Linked DNA regions of Pan troglodytes: region 2 is linked to region 1. A link is a contact called in public capture Hi-C data. All regions are on one chromosome and are shown on one strand. The core of a region is the stretch at or near the end of the contact, and the rest is flanking DNA. Distances in the headings are between cores, read along the strand shown.

The links. Capture Hi-C pulls out chosen DNA fragments and counts their contacts.
Region 2: a contact with region 1 is called in a capture Hi-C map of stem cell-derived neural stem cells, with 3 times the contacts expected there. The contact joins two enhancer-like sites. A contact is called at or near these places in 3 of 7 Hi-C or Micro-C datasets (induced pluripotent stem cells and stem cell-derived neural progenitor cells), 1 of 1 datasets of contacts at active chromatin or transcription factors (stem cell-derived excitatory neurons) and 1 of 1 other capture datasets (stem cell-derived neural stem cells).

The regions. Positions count from the first base shown.
Region 1 is chr21:59,877,492-59,884,651 of NHGRI_mPanTro3-v2.0_pri, reverse strand. ZNF217 (zinc finger protein 217) reads left to right here. Exons shown (of 8, transcript XM_063802617.1): 4 at 2,949-4,656. The coding sequence starts at 3,291. Among named protein-coding and RNA genes, the nearest start is that of ZNF217, 26 kb to the left of the region's middle. Within about 2 kb of position 3,486, at least 3 of the 24 cell types and tissues checked have an H3K27ac peak or open chromatin away from gene starts, as enhancers often do. A contact at or near this core is called in stem cell-derived neural stem cells, where this site is marked.
Region 2 is chr21:60,042,406-60,049,565 of NHGRI_mPanTro3-v2.0_pri, reverse strand. No RefSeq gene overlaps it. Among named protein-coding and RNA genes, the nearest start is that of ZNF217, 140 kb to the right of the region's middle. Within about 2 kb of position 3,600, at least 9 of the 24 cell types and tissues checked have an H3K27ac peak or open chromatin away from gene starts, as enhancers often do. A contact at or near this core is called in stem cell-derived neural stem cells, where this site is marked.

The sequences.
Region 1 (7,160 bases), core at 2,237-4,736:
AGCAAACAAACAGGATGGTTTTAGATCTGGACAGAGGTTTTCAGAGGAAGTCATCCTTGAGCTGTCACAATGCTTTGGGGTTAGGGTGTGCTGGGTAGTCAGGGATGGCACATTTGGGGTGCCTAAGGATTGCTGTGGCCCTGGGAGCCTAGGACAGTTGGTCACAATTGACTATTAGAGTCAGTCTCAGAAGCTTTCCTGGAGAAAGATTTCTGATGTTTTGCCAGGAGGGTTTCCTTCCCCATCTGACCACACAAGAAGACCCCTTGGCCTAGAATGCCTGCCCTCATCTCCAGGTCTCCCGCTGTTCGCCCTCCCAGGCAAAGTGGAAGCTTCGTCTGTCCTAAGATCGTTTCCCACTGAACCTCCTTCATTGTCTTTCACCGCAGTGAAATAATCCTACAAGGTCTTGTGTGGAGTGTGGAGAGTGATGGTAACTTCTTTAACCCAGATAATTGAGAATTGGAACCAAAACATCTTTCTATTAATAAATATTTTCAGTAACTAAGTTATGCTGTTTCCCTGAGTGGGAAATAACACTCCATCATATTTCTTATTTTTTTGGGCGGAGAGGGGAGACAAAGTCTTGCTCTGTTGCCCAGGCTGGACCAGTGGTGCGATCTTGGCTCACTGCAACCTCCACCTCCTGGGTTCAAGTGATTCCCAAATAGCTGGGATTACAGGTGTGTATTACCATGCCCAGCTAATTTTTGTATTTTTAGCAGATGAGGGGTTTCACCATGTTGGCCAGGCTGGTCTCCAACTCCTGGCCTCATGTGATCCACCCACTTCGGCTTCCCAAAGCATTGGGAGTATAGGTGTGAGCCACTATGCCCGTCCTCACATCATATTTCTAATCCCGAGACTGTAGAGCTGGTGTCTCTTTTTCTAAAGGATGTCAGTAGAGAAGTGGAGTTCCCCAAAATTACAGTTTCACGTATTAGTCAAGTTTCTAAAATACAGTAATAATGTTGAGAGCTGACATAGGGACTAACTTAGTTTTTTTTTTTTTTTTCAAATTCTCACTGAACTTTGATTTTGCTAAATAAGGACATTAAAAAAAACCAAAAAACTCCACTGTTGCCTATTGCCACTATTTGATTTTTTAAAAAATAAGCGTATTTTAGCATCTAAAAGTAGGAAGGACCTCAAATAAATGAGTCTTTGTTCTTGGCCAGGGAAAACAGCGGTGTCAGAATTTGATAACTGTTTTTCTAGGGTATGTGCTGTTATTCAGTTAAAACCTTGCCTGGGACGCTAGCATTCAGTAAATACTTGTTGAATAAGCAAATGAAACTTAAGCTTCTATGTATAGAAACCTAAGTCACTTCACATTCTGATTAGCAGAGTAATTGAATATTCTTTTCAATGTGTAGCTCTATCCTCAGAACCACAGAATATTGGAACTGTAAAGGCCATCCTATAGTTTAACCAACTGCATTAAATAGATAATAGAAAGATGTGGTATGTGGCAGTGACACCTTGAAGGTTGTGACTAGAACTCGGGTCTCTGGAGTGTTCTATTATATCACACCAAGCTGGTCACCAGCCCATGTGTTGATCCTCCATTGTGATAGCAACAAAGAAAAGACTTCAGGACATTCTTTCCTTTACCCTAATCCTTGATCTGCAGTCTTATTTAGAAAAGCTTAATGTTAAAGATCTAGTTTATTCAAAACTAAAGATAACGAGGAGTATGAGAATTTCTATTTCAGCGTGTAAAGGAGGAGATGTTTCCTTGGCTTCTCTGAGCCTGCAGGCCTTCCTTGCTCTTTAAGGAAGTAGAGAGAGGGAGGAAAGTAAAGTATGCTTTTGTTTTTTAAGGTTACTTTGCTGGGAGTAGTTTGCATGCCTTTTGGTTTTCTTGGGTGGAATTAACTGACTTAAGTTTTAAGTAGTTGGGACTATTTAGAAACAATGCCTATCCAATGTTTGCCATAAAGGCAGAGGGTATTGGCTTTAGAAGTTAATTCTTCTCCAGGAGTGAAAATTAGCTTCTAAACCAGAAGCAGCAGAGCTAAATAAAGTAATTTTCCACCTGGCCAGTGCATGATGTGAAAGGTAGATTAAAAAAATGAGAGGACCCATTTTCTGATGAAAGACTAAGCCATGTTGAAACAGCCCTGTTGAGGATTTTATTTTAAATCTATACATTCACAAAGGAGCTTTGTGTATGTCTTTCCCTATTTGTTGTTTGGACTAGGAAGCCCCACCCAGTGCTTGTTGAAGGCAGAAAGTTGTTGAAAGCAAGCCGGGATTTGAACAGTGGATTGAGGTTTCGAATATCCAGTGAACCAAAATATATCAGGGTTCCCCTGGCCAAGACGAGTGACCATTCTGAGGTGTTAAGTATTTCTTGAATGGGGGATTTTAGGAAAAGTTTCTGTATTTCTGTGCTCATTTTGTTGACCTCTGTATGTGCAAAATCTCTAAGGGGGTGTTTGGGCACTTAGATTTCTTGGATGCAGATTTGTTTGTATATGAAACAAATTTTAAATTGTTTTGTATACACTGGATTTAAAATATTTTAGTTTACTAAAGTGTTCTAATTTTTTCATCTTAATTTTCACAGTTCTTATAGTCTTTAGATTTAGGGAGGCTGTTGATGGCATCCACATGTGCATTTTAGTGGCATTTAAAATGTATTCAGCTGAATTTAACAATTTCTGACCTAAAACTTGACATTTTAGATTTAAGTCGGTAAAGCACTGATTTAAACTGGCTTTTAACTGGATGAAATTCTGATTTAATAAGTGTACTGACTGGATAAAATGCCAGTGATTTAATTAACAAGCACGTTTAACAGGATGCCCTATATATTAGTTAAAAGTGAAGCAATTGAATTAGGTACCTTCTCTGCTGTGTGGAAAAGACCGTATGACTCACCCACACCAGCCTTCTCTTTGCTCTGAGTGTAGCTAACCGTTTCTGTTTTTTTTTTCCTCTAGGGTTTGGAAATCCCTTGTCTCCAGGTTGCTGGGATTGACTTCTTGCTCAATTGAAACACTCATTCAATGGAGACAAAGAGAACTAATGCTTTGTGCTGATTCATATTTGAATCGAGGCATTGGGAAGCCTGTATGCCTTGTTTGTGGAAATAACCAGTGACACCATCACTGAGCTTCCTAAAAGTTCGAAGAAGTTAGAGGACTATACACTTTCTTTTGAACTTTTATAATAAATATTTGCTCTGGTTTTTGGAACCCAGGGCTGTTAGAGGGGTGAGTGACAAGTCTTACAAGTGGCCTTATTCCAACTCCAGAAATTCCCCAACGGAACTTTGAGATTATATGCAATCGAAAGTGACAGGAAACATGCCAACTCAATCCCTCTTAATGTACATGGATGGGCCAGAAGTGATTGGCAGCTCTCTTGGCAGTCCGATGGAGATGGAGGATGCCTTGTCAATGAAAGGGACCGCTGTTGTTCCATTCCGAGCTACACAAGAAAAAAATGTCATCCAAATCGAGGGGTATATGCCCTTGGATTGCATGTTCTGCAGCCAGACCTTCACACATTCAGAAGACCTTAATAAACATGTCTTAATGCAACACCGGCCTACCCTCTGTGAACCAGCAGTTCTTCGGGTTGAAGCAGAGTATCTCAGTCCGCTTGATAAAAGTCAAGTGCGAACAGAACCTCCCAAGGAAAAGAATTGCAAGGAAAATGAATTTAGCTGTGAGGTGTGCGGGCAGACATTTAGAGTCGCTTTTGATGTTGAGATCCACATGAGAACACACAAAGATTCTTTCACTTACGGGTGTAACATGTGCGGAAGAAGATTCAAGGAGCCTTGGTTTCTTAAAAATCACATGCGGACACATAATGGCAAATCGGGGGCCAGAAGCAAACTGCAGCAAGGCTTGGAGAGTAGTCCAGCAACGATCAACGAGGTCGTCCAGGTGCACGCGGCCGAGAGCATCTCCTCTCCTTACAAAATCTGCATGGTTTGTGGCTTCCTATTTCCAAATAAAGAAAGTCTAATTGAGCACCGCAAGGTGCACACCAAAAAAACTGCTTTCGGTACCAGCAGCGCGCAGACAGACTCTCCACAAGGAGGAATGCCGTCCTCGAGGGAAGACTTCCTGCAGTTGTTCAACTTGAGACCAAAATCTCACCCTGAAACGAGGAAGAAGCCTGTCAGATGCATCCCTCAGCTCGATCCGTTCACCACCTTCCAGGCTTGGCAGCTGGCTACCAAAGGAAAAGTTGCCATTTGCCAAGAAGTGAAGGAATCGGGGCAAGAAGGGAGCACCGACAACGACGATTCGAGTTCCGAGAAGGAGCTTGGAGAAACAAATAAGGGCAGTTGTGCAGGCCCCTCGCAAGAGAAAGAGAAGTGCAAACACTCCCAGGGCGAAGCGCCCTCCGTGGACGCGGATCCCAAGTTACCCAGTAGCAAGGAGAAGCCCACGCACTGCTCCGAGTGCGGCAAAGCTTTCAGAACCTACCACCAGCTGGTCTTGCACTCCAGGGTCCACAAGAAGGACCGGAGGGCCGGCGCGGAGTCGCCCACCATGTCTGTGGACGGGAGGCAGCCGGGGACGTGTTCTCCTGACCTCGCCGCCCCTCTGGATGAAAATGGAGCCGTGGATCGAGGGGAAGGTGGTTCTGAAGACGGATCTGAGGATGGGCTTCCCGAAGGAATCCATCTGGGTAAGCTGCCCTGTCTCCGTCCCGTGCTGTTCCGCCTGTGTCTGTCTGTCTGTCTGTCTGTCTCCCCGTCTCCCCCTCTCTATTCCCATCTCCAGACAACGCTGGCCAGGAATGGGGTTTGGAGAGCCAGAGTCACGTCCAGGCTCTTTTTGGTATCACTCTGTATAAGTCATTTAACCTTTCAGGGCCTTAATTTTCTCATTTCTGTAATAACAGGGTTGAGTTAAGAGGTCTCCTTGTTCTGAAAAAATATATATATTTTTTAAACGTGTATCGTTTTGCTCACAAAACACACTTTAAAAAAAAAATAACTTGTGCATCCAGCCCAAATGCACTGCTTCTTAACTGGGGCGATTTTGTTCCCAATCAGTATCTGGCAATGTCTGGAGGCATTTTGGTTGTCATACTGTGTGTGTGGGTGTGCCTGCTGGCATCCAGTGGGCAGAGGCCAGGGACAATGCTCAGCATGGTACAGTGCACAGGACAGCCCCATCAAAGAATTATCTGGTCCCAAATGTCAATAGTTTGAGCATTGAGAGACCCTAGCCTTCACTTAAGTTTTTCTGGCGTTCCTGATCTTTTTCTGTAGTGAATTTCTAGTGGCCATAAAAGGTACTGGGAGTGATGATCAACTAGAGCCAGGAATATTATTTGGGCAGCCGTTTGGTGCTGTCCAAAATGTTGTCCTTTCTGTCTGGCAAGCTAGTATCCATTTATAGGTACCTCAGGAACCCAAATGATTTGTCATAAAATACAAGGAATGTGAGCACACTGAAGACATTTTTAAGAAGGCTCATTTGCTCAGCAGAATTTTCAGTGTACTAATGGCATTTATAGAAAGAGAAGGTGATCACTGAAGGCATGCTCACATAATATTCCTGAGCCCTGGTGGGCGTTATCTAGGGCAAAGGATTCCACCTGTGTTTGGAGTTGCGCCCATCCTCACTGTAGCCAGAGCTTCTCCTATCAGAGTTTAATATTTTGTTTGAATAGAGGATCTTGCTGCTTAAAAACAGTTGAAAAGACCCTGATGGGCAGGCCGTAATTGACAAGCGAATGATGGGAACATGAATCGGTCTTAGGGAAGCATCTGTCAAAGTGGTCCTCGGTTAAAACAAGTGCCTCCTCCTCTCAGTGTCACTTGATTGTGTGCTTGAATTCTTCGGAAAACTGGGTGTATGAGACCCACGATGAATTTGCCAACACGATTGATTGGACTCTTCCTTCACCTGCTCTTCAGCCAGTGCCAGTTCCTTTTCTGATCATGTGATTGGCGTGAGAACTGTAGTCTGTATATCAAATCTTTAGAATGTTTTTGAGTTTCCTGGGACACAGGAAACCCAGCACTTAGCATACTACAAATCTAATGTCTTAATGGCATCATAAAAAGAGGCTTTAAACACAGACTCCAGTTAGCTAAGTGGTTTCTGCTAGTGCCGGTACCGTTGCAGGGGCCCTGTGAGATGCCCCAGTTCCCTGAAAGAAATGAAAAGGCCAGTTACCGGTAGGTGGTGTGGAAAACATGGGCTAGATCATCAGGCAGGACAGAATGCCTGGCTGTGGGTGGGAGCACCCCAGCTTGGCGTTGAGTTCTGGTTCTACCACTGCGTTGTTTTGTGACCAATTATGAGTTGCTTAACCTTTCTTTGCTACTATTTCCCTGTTTGCAAAATGGTTCATTGACCCCTGTCTTCCACCTCCCAAGGACAATTTCAACAGCCTATTTGTAAAAAGATCACAGTCCTTTAAAAAATATAACTGTAAAGTCAGAGGTGATGCTTGAAAGAGCGGGAACCAGGTAGATGTGGAAATGTCATGTCTTTTGTTCTAAAGAAAAGGCATTTCATAGCTTTTTGGATATGACGCAACATACCATAAATCCTGACACATAGTTGGGAGCCGGAAATTGCAACAACGCCCAGTTATAAACCCAGCTAGTTTGGGTATGATTGTAAGAAAAAAAAGCTGGCCATTCTGTATTTGGGGAATTGATTTGCCTAAACTTATATTATCTTAGTAGTCTAGATTTATCATATTGTACTATCATCCTGGCTTTTTTAAGACTTAAGAAGATCAAGGAAATTTTTTTTTCTTTCTTTAGACACTATATAGATAGATCATCAAGGGTGTCTTTGTCTTACAGGTGGATAGTGATATGCTCTACAGTGAGGGGACATTTATTTAAAACTTAAACATTCATGTGTTTTGGGGGTGGTATTTTAACGGCAGCACCTCTGATTGTCTTTTGGAGGGCTGGTGTGTGTTTGAAGTTCTGTCCTCCTTCCAGTGGACTCTAACTTCTACTGATGCACGTGAGACACATTGTCCTATTGTCCTGCAGAAACTAAAGCCAAGCACTGTGTCATTTCGGGACAGGTTTTCATTTGTCAGATCTGTTTCGCCCACATGAGTGTTTGTGGACAATACAGCCTGCTTTCCAAAACTTTGCTAAATTTTGACAAACTTTCCTAGGTGCTTGCCCAATGCCAAACTTTCTTTTCTGT
Region 2 (7,160 bases), core at 2,351-4,850, 160 kb before region 1:
CAGAGACTCAAAGACATTGAGGATCCTCCCCAAAGTCTCACAACTAGTGTGTGTGGGAGCCACAGCATCACCACAAACAGGAAGTATGGCCCCACACCAGGGCTCCCAGCCAACAGAAAGGAGTCCATTGCATTTTAGCCCTGCCTCCGCTTGCCACGCAGAGCTCTTGAAGATCCCCTTCAACGCCATCAACCCAAAAAGGCAGCTCCTGCCCTGGGCTGCAGAGGGAGATCCTCTTTTTCTAATTAGCACAGAGTTCTCAAATGGGTTTGTGTTGGTGGAAGCCAGCTTAAAATGGAATGAATCCATGCCTAAAGGTATGTTTGCATGTATCACCAAGGCAAGGATGGCGACTGAGTTTTTCTTCCTTACCAGACTTCAATAAGTTTCTTCACCCCTCTATGCCTCAGTTTTCCCAACTATAAGGTGAGGATAATAACAGCATCTACCTCATAGGGCTGATGTGAGCACTAAATGAATTAATACTTGTAAAGCAATGTAAAGCACCTAAAATAGTGCCTGACATATATGTGAGCTGTGATTATTATTATTATTGTTATTTTTACATCACTTTTGCACATGCTAGAAACCCATTATTTGCTACACACAGACACACACACACAGACACACACACGCACACACACACACACACACAGAGAAACAGAATTCCTAATTTGCATGTTTTGCATTTGGCCCAGGTTACTTTTATTTGTTTTTCCTTAAGCAAAGACCAACAGATCATCAAAAGGCATATCTAGATTCTGCCTTTTGAATTACTGTTGTAATGAAAAGGGACTCAACATTTAGATCAAAGTCCATATTTAAGACAATGTAGCCTAAAAGTTAAGCAGGGTGGGGCGGGGGGGCGGGGGGAATAAGAACCAATCCCATTCTTTTGTTTCCTGCTGTGCTGTGTCATAGTTGTTTTCCATTCTCTGATTCAGGTTTCTTTCTGTAAATGAAGGGCACACCCCTGGAATAAACGGAGCCTACGATTGTCTAGAATTATTATCTGTGTCTGCAGAATCACATTGCCACCCACTCGCAGGGATCTAGTACGGTTCTCTAAGACCAACAGCTGCACAACCTGCTCAGGTAATAAACAAAGCAAAAATAGTCAAGTTCCTGGCAAGACTTACAAATGCTTCTGGCACGTACCTGATGACAAAGGCAAAATGAATCCCTTCCCAAAAGTCTTAAGTAAGGATTTGGGGTGAATTGTGCTTAAGTAAGCCTCCTCTCTGGATATTTTATTGAGCTTATCGAGATTTTTTCCATAACTTTTAGTACAAGATGAATCCTGGAGGAGATGCTTGAATACAACCTGCTAGGAACTATACTTGCCTTCACTGAAAGGTTGAGTAAAACAGACTAGGAATCCTAAACTCTCTGACCAATTGTTTACATGCATGAGTTAGCCTTTTATGCATTTTCTCCCGCGTCTATAACACGAAGATTGTTTACTCTGACAACCTCCCAGGTTGCTAAGAGAATCGAATAAGAAATAATATGATCATAGTGCTTTGAAAAGGACAGTAACAAAACCTAACGTTTCGATCAAGCTTTCAAAGGACCTTTTCTTTATTTTATTTGATATATAGAAACAAAATGTTTTTTGTTTGAGCCTCATTTAATATGGACATATTCTAAAAGGTGATGGCACACAGACTGTTTCTAACACAATCCTGTAGCCTGAAAGCCCCAGGGACACTGACGAATTTTGCCAACAAGAAGACTATCTTATAAAGTTAAAAATCCCAAACTTAAGAAAATCATTTCCCCCTTGACAAGTCTTAATCAAAATCTGCCCATGCTGGTCATTTATTCTTTCAGCACATGTGATTGAGATTCCAGTAATTAAGTACGCTCTTCTCCTAAGAAAAGCCTGTTTCAGGTTCATAACCAGGAAAGCTTCTCAACCGGAGGTGTTGCCGGCAGCCACCATTTGTTGAATTACTGGTGTCCCTGCAAGTGGAGATGAGGCAGAAGGGGGGCGCCTGTTCCCAGCTTTACCTACCATCACCACCTTCCTTGGGCTCCTCTTTCTCTTCCTATTTTCTACTTAACCCAATTTATAAGGAATAAGTTAAACAAAAGTAACAAGCAAGTAGTGAAACTTCACTTAAAACAATCTAAAAGCCAGGATGCAACCTGATTGTTTTACAATAGATTAACCAAAGACCCCAATTTTTTTGCACACAGTCTCAAGCATCCTCAAGGGCCTAGTGCATCTCTCTTAGGCTCTGGAAGAGGCTGGTTTTTAAACAGGATTGTTTTTCTTTAATATTTAAAGATATTGTTTTATGCCTTCATCTAGTATGATGTGTATTTTAAAGAATAGAATGTAAACAACATTAGTCATTTGGATGTTTCCTATGCTTTAAATACACACACACACATACACACACACACACACACACACCACCACAGCAGTAAGCTGAAAGAAGAGCTAATAACTTTAATAAAAGTTAAATAAAAGAAGAGTTAATAACTTTAAACAGAGGTCGAGAGAAAGCATCAAACATTTATTTTTTGTTCAACAGGGAAATTTCAATACTGCTTTATGGAGTCTACCTCGTTCCGGGCGGGGTAGAATTCCAGATTGGCTTCCAAACATGATTTCACGAGGAATGCCTCGAACCAGGAAGTTCTTTCATGTTCTGAAGCCTCCTGATTCTTAGAAATTAAAGGGCTTTCTGTTTATTATGTAGTTGTTTGCTTGGGTGTTTGCTTTTGCCAGTTGACTTTATTTATTTTTATTTTAGATTACAGAAGTAAAGGAAAAACACTGTAGTATATATGACTGAAAATAGAACCTCACCCTTCTCTCCCTCTGACATGGCTTTCCCCACCCCCACCCCATTTTTTATTTACTTCCTGTGTTAATGGTAAGAGAGTATTCTTCTCGTCCTTTTTAAAATATTTTTACACATCTAAACATACACACACGTGCAAATACATGTCCTTTTTTTAAACGTAGAGGAAATCATACAGTATTCACCTTTCTACAACTGTGTTTCAATCAACAATATTGCTTGATGGTCTGTCCTTGGCCAAACCTATAGCCTATCTTTTTCCTGAGGCTTTTTTGAAGACTTTTGCTCACTTAAAACCACGTTGATTTTCCACTGCCTTCTAGAGGCAACCTCACCTCCTCTCAAGGAAGCTTTCAAGCACGCAAAGCAGGCTCACTTCCTCTCTTGGCTGGAGGAAATTAGGCCTTCACACTTTCAGAAATAGCATCACTGTACCCCATTGCCTTATTCTGGTCTAAGTACCCAACAGACAAATTATCCTTTTCCTGTTAGCTGTGACTTTGAGTTTTCAGGACCGGAGCAGTTCCTAAAGTCAGAGAGAGAGAACGGTAATCATTTTTTACAGGGAGTGTGTCTTGATGGAGACAGAGGTTTAACCAGTGACAAACTGCTCAGCACAGCCCTGCCTGGCTGGAAAAGCATCTGTTTTCACTTCCTCGCCTGGTTACTAGTGGGTTCTGTCGCCTCATTCATAAAGATGAGATCGCTGAAACAATAGGCAGCCACAAAGCTCCAGGAAATATAACAGCATGCAGCTCCTCTCCAAGGTGTGAGTCTGTGTGTGTGTGGTGTGTGTCCGTGCATGTTTCGCACGCACACTTACAGCTGCAGCACGGGGCTTAGAAAGATGTTCTGCCAGAGAAAGATAGGAATCTCCCTAGCAGCAGGCAAAACAGCCCAGGAATTGGAACAAGGCCCAGTCAGCCTCCTTTACTCTTTCGTTCATGCAGTTAATAAGCATCAGTCTACCTCTCTTAAGAGAGCCTAGTGGTTAGAGACTCAACTCAGAACTCCGATCCCTGGATTCCAGTCCAGGCACTGACACTCACCGGCGCTGGTATTTAGTGTCTCTATTCCTCAGCTTTAAAATGACGTAAAATATACATCCAAATTTATTATCCAAACCCTTATAGCCCAATACACTTTGGAATTCTACACTTTTTGTATTTTAGAAATGTGATGCGGTGCCTATATCTGATATTACATTGCACCTCCAGCGGGGTGGGGGCAGCACTCCCTGTGCCATCTGATACATCAATATATCCACAAAGAAACATACAAAGATCTGGCCAGGCGCACTGGCTCACGCCTGTAAGCCCAGCACTTTGGGAGGCCAAGGCGGGCAGATCACAAGATCAGGAGTTCGAGACCAGCCTGGCCAACATGGTGAAGCCCCATCTCTATTAAAAATGCAAAAATTAGCTGGGTGTGGTGGTGGGTGCCTATAATCCCAGCTACTTGGGAGGCTGAGGCAGGAGAATCGCTTGAATCCAGGAGGCAGAGGTTGCAGTGAGCTGAGATCGTGCCATTGCACTCGAGCCTGGGTGACAAGAGCAAGACTCCCTCTCAAAGAAAAAAAAAAAAGAAAGAAACATACAAAGGTCGCATTAAATGTGAGAAATACAGGCCGTGCTGGGATTACAGGCATGAAATATTTCTCACATTAAACATGGCGAAACCCCGTCTCTACTAAAAATATAAAAATTAGCCAGGTGTGGTGACGGCTGCCTATAATCCCAGCTACTCGAGAGGCTGAGGCAGGAGAATTGTTTGAACCCGGGAGGTGGAGGCTATAGTGAGCTGAGATCGCACCACTGTACTCCAGCCTGGGTGACAGCGCAAGACTCTATCTCAAAAAAATAAAAATAAATAAAGATTATTAGTAGACGTAGAGAGCCGAAGAGAGTCTCCCTGCTACTCCCAAAATTCATGTCTGCCCAGAACCTCAGAATGGTACCTTCTTGGACATAGGATTTTTGCAGATGTAATTGAGTAAGATGATATCATACAGGATTTGGGTGACCCTAAATCCCTCAGGAGGACTGGAAATCAATTTTTGACATTTTCAGTTTCTGTGGTGAAAAACCAATACTGCTTCCTACCAAGAATAACAGGGGAGAAACTCCCCAAGTTTAACAAGCAGGTTCAGATGGGAGACCAAGGATAAGTGCCCCCTACAGTTGATAAAGACCCCTAATCTCAGAACTTTCTGGACACAGAAAAGCAAGAACTTGGATAACTGTTTTTTTTTTTTTTAATCTAATGCAGCCTACACTGGCCAAAGACCCTGTTTAAATACTTTTTCAACGTTGTCATTTAAATGTAAGACTCAAATCACTGATAGATGTCCTTAATTTCTAGAAAAGCCTTAGGTAAAAGATTCACCATACCCCTGGAATATATTATTTTGGTGTGGGTGGCACTGTTGTGTAGCTGTTATTTTCCCAGGCTCTGCCTCTGTCTTTGAGAGCATCACTTAAGCTCTGTAAGCCTTGATCTGCGAAATCAGGATGAGGATAATGGCAGACAACATTTACCAAGAGCTTGCTGTGTGCAGGCAGTAGACTGTGTCTCACATGCCTTCTTACTTAATCATCACCATCATTATCCCCATGTTGCATATGAGGCCCCTTCTTGACAACTGCAGAGGGGAAAACCAACAGCACTATTTTCTACTTTGAGCTGTGCTACACCACTGCTTGTAAAGTTTTAACAACTTACCTAGCAACTGACAAACTTACACAGCTAGTGAGCAACAAACTAGATTTGAACCCAGCTCTTATCCAATCAGTGCCTCCTTTTTCTTGTCTGTACCTCTACCTTGTAAAATCAGAAAAGCACAGAAAGCACAGGAAGCCATATGGCTGAGAGCACACACACACACACACACACTCACACACACAGATGCACGCACACAGACACACATGCGCACACACACACGCAGACTGGTATTACTTTATTTCTGACAAGTTCTCTGAACAGCAGTCATAGCACTCTTTATTCCTCTCCTTTTTTTTAAATAAGTGCCCACTGTCTGCCAGGATTTTAACTACGTCATCCCTATTCTTGCCACAAGCCCTGTGGTAGACATAGTTGGTTACCAAATCTGTACTTTACTTGAACATACTTCAGTGTAATTAATCAGCGAGCTAAACTATCCATACAGTGAGTCTAAGCTCGGCTGTATAATAAGAGGGGTCAGCTAATCAGCAATGAAGAATATGTTGTTCAGGATGGTTCGCAAGCACAACGTTAGAAAGGTCCACACTCCGGCCACAGGTATTGCGAGTGCTTCCTGCAGTTCAGGAATAGGGTTTCTATTGGTGAAACTAGTGACTTGTTAATTTGCATGACGATATTACAAATGGATTTTCATTGGTGGAATTAAGGTACTCAAGACAAGTAGATTGACAAGAATGTGATACAGGATGCAACCCTTTACCCTTCACCTATACCCTTCCCTGCCTCATTCACTAACTGATTCTGTTCCAGTCACTGGTTTAAGAGAATTTCTGATTGCCTCATACAGGCCAGAGAGCACAGGGCCCAGCTTTTGGAATGTTGTTATGCCTGCTTTGAATACACCCTTCCTGCAGGTTGTGACCAGAGCACCTATAAGAACGGAGTGCTAGGCTGTATAGGGTACATAGGATGACTATCATTAACAACAATTTATTTTATATTTTCAAATAGCTACAAGAGTGGATTTTGAATGTTCACAACACGAGGAAATGATGAATGTTAGAGGTGATGGCTATGCTGATTATCCCGATTTGATTGTTACACATTGTATACATGTAGCGAAATGTCACGCTGTACCCCATGAATATGTATCACTATTATGTGTCAATTGAAAATAATAATATACCAGTCATTTGATTCCAGCCAAAAACTAAATTAAATTTAAAAATAAAGATAATAATAAAGGAAAAAAAGAACAAAATGCTGGGACTTTGTCAACAACCTTTCAGAACAGGTTGTATGAACTGTTTTGTGCCTGCTTTGCTAATAAATATTTGGCTATAAGAGTAGTAGAATTTGGGCCGGGCGCAGTGGCTCACTCCTGTAATCCCAGCACTTTGGGAGGCCGAGGTAGGTGTATCATCTGAGGTCTGGAGTTCGAGACCAGCCTGGCCAATATGGTGAAACCCCATCTCTACTAAAAGTACAAAAATTAGCCAGGCGTGGTGGCGGGTGCCTGTAATCCCAGCTACTTGGGAGGCTGAGGCAGGAGAATCTCTTGAACCTGGTAGGGGGAGATTGCAGTGAGCCAAGATCACTCCATTGCACTCCAGCCTGGGTAACAAGAGCAAAACTCTTGTTTCAAAAAAAAAAAAGAAAAAA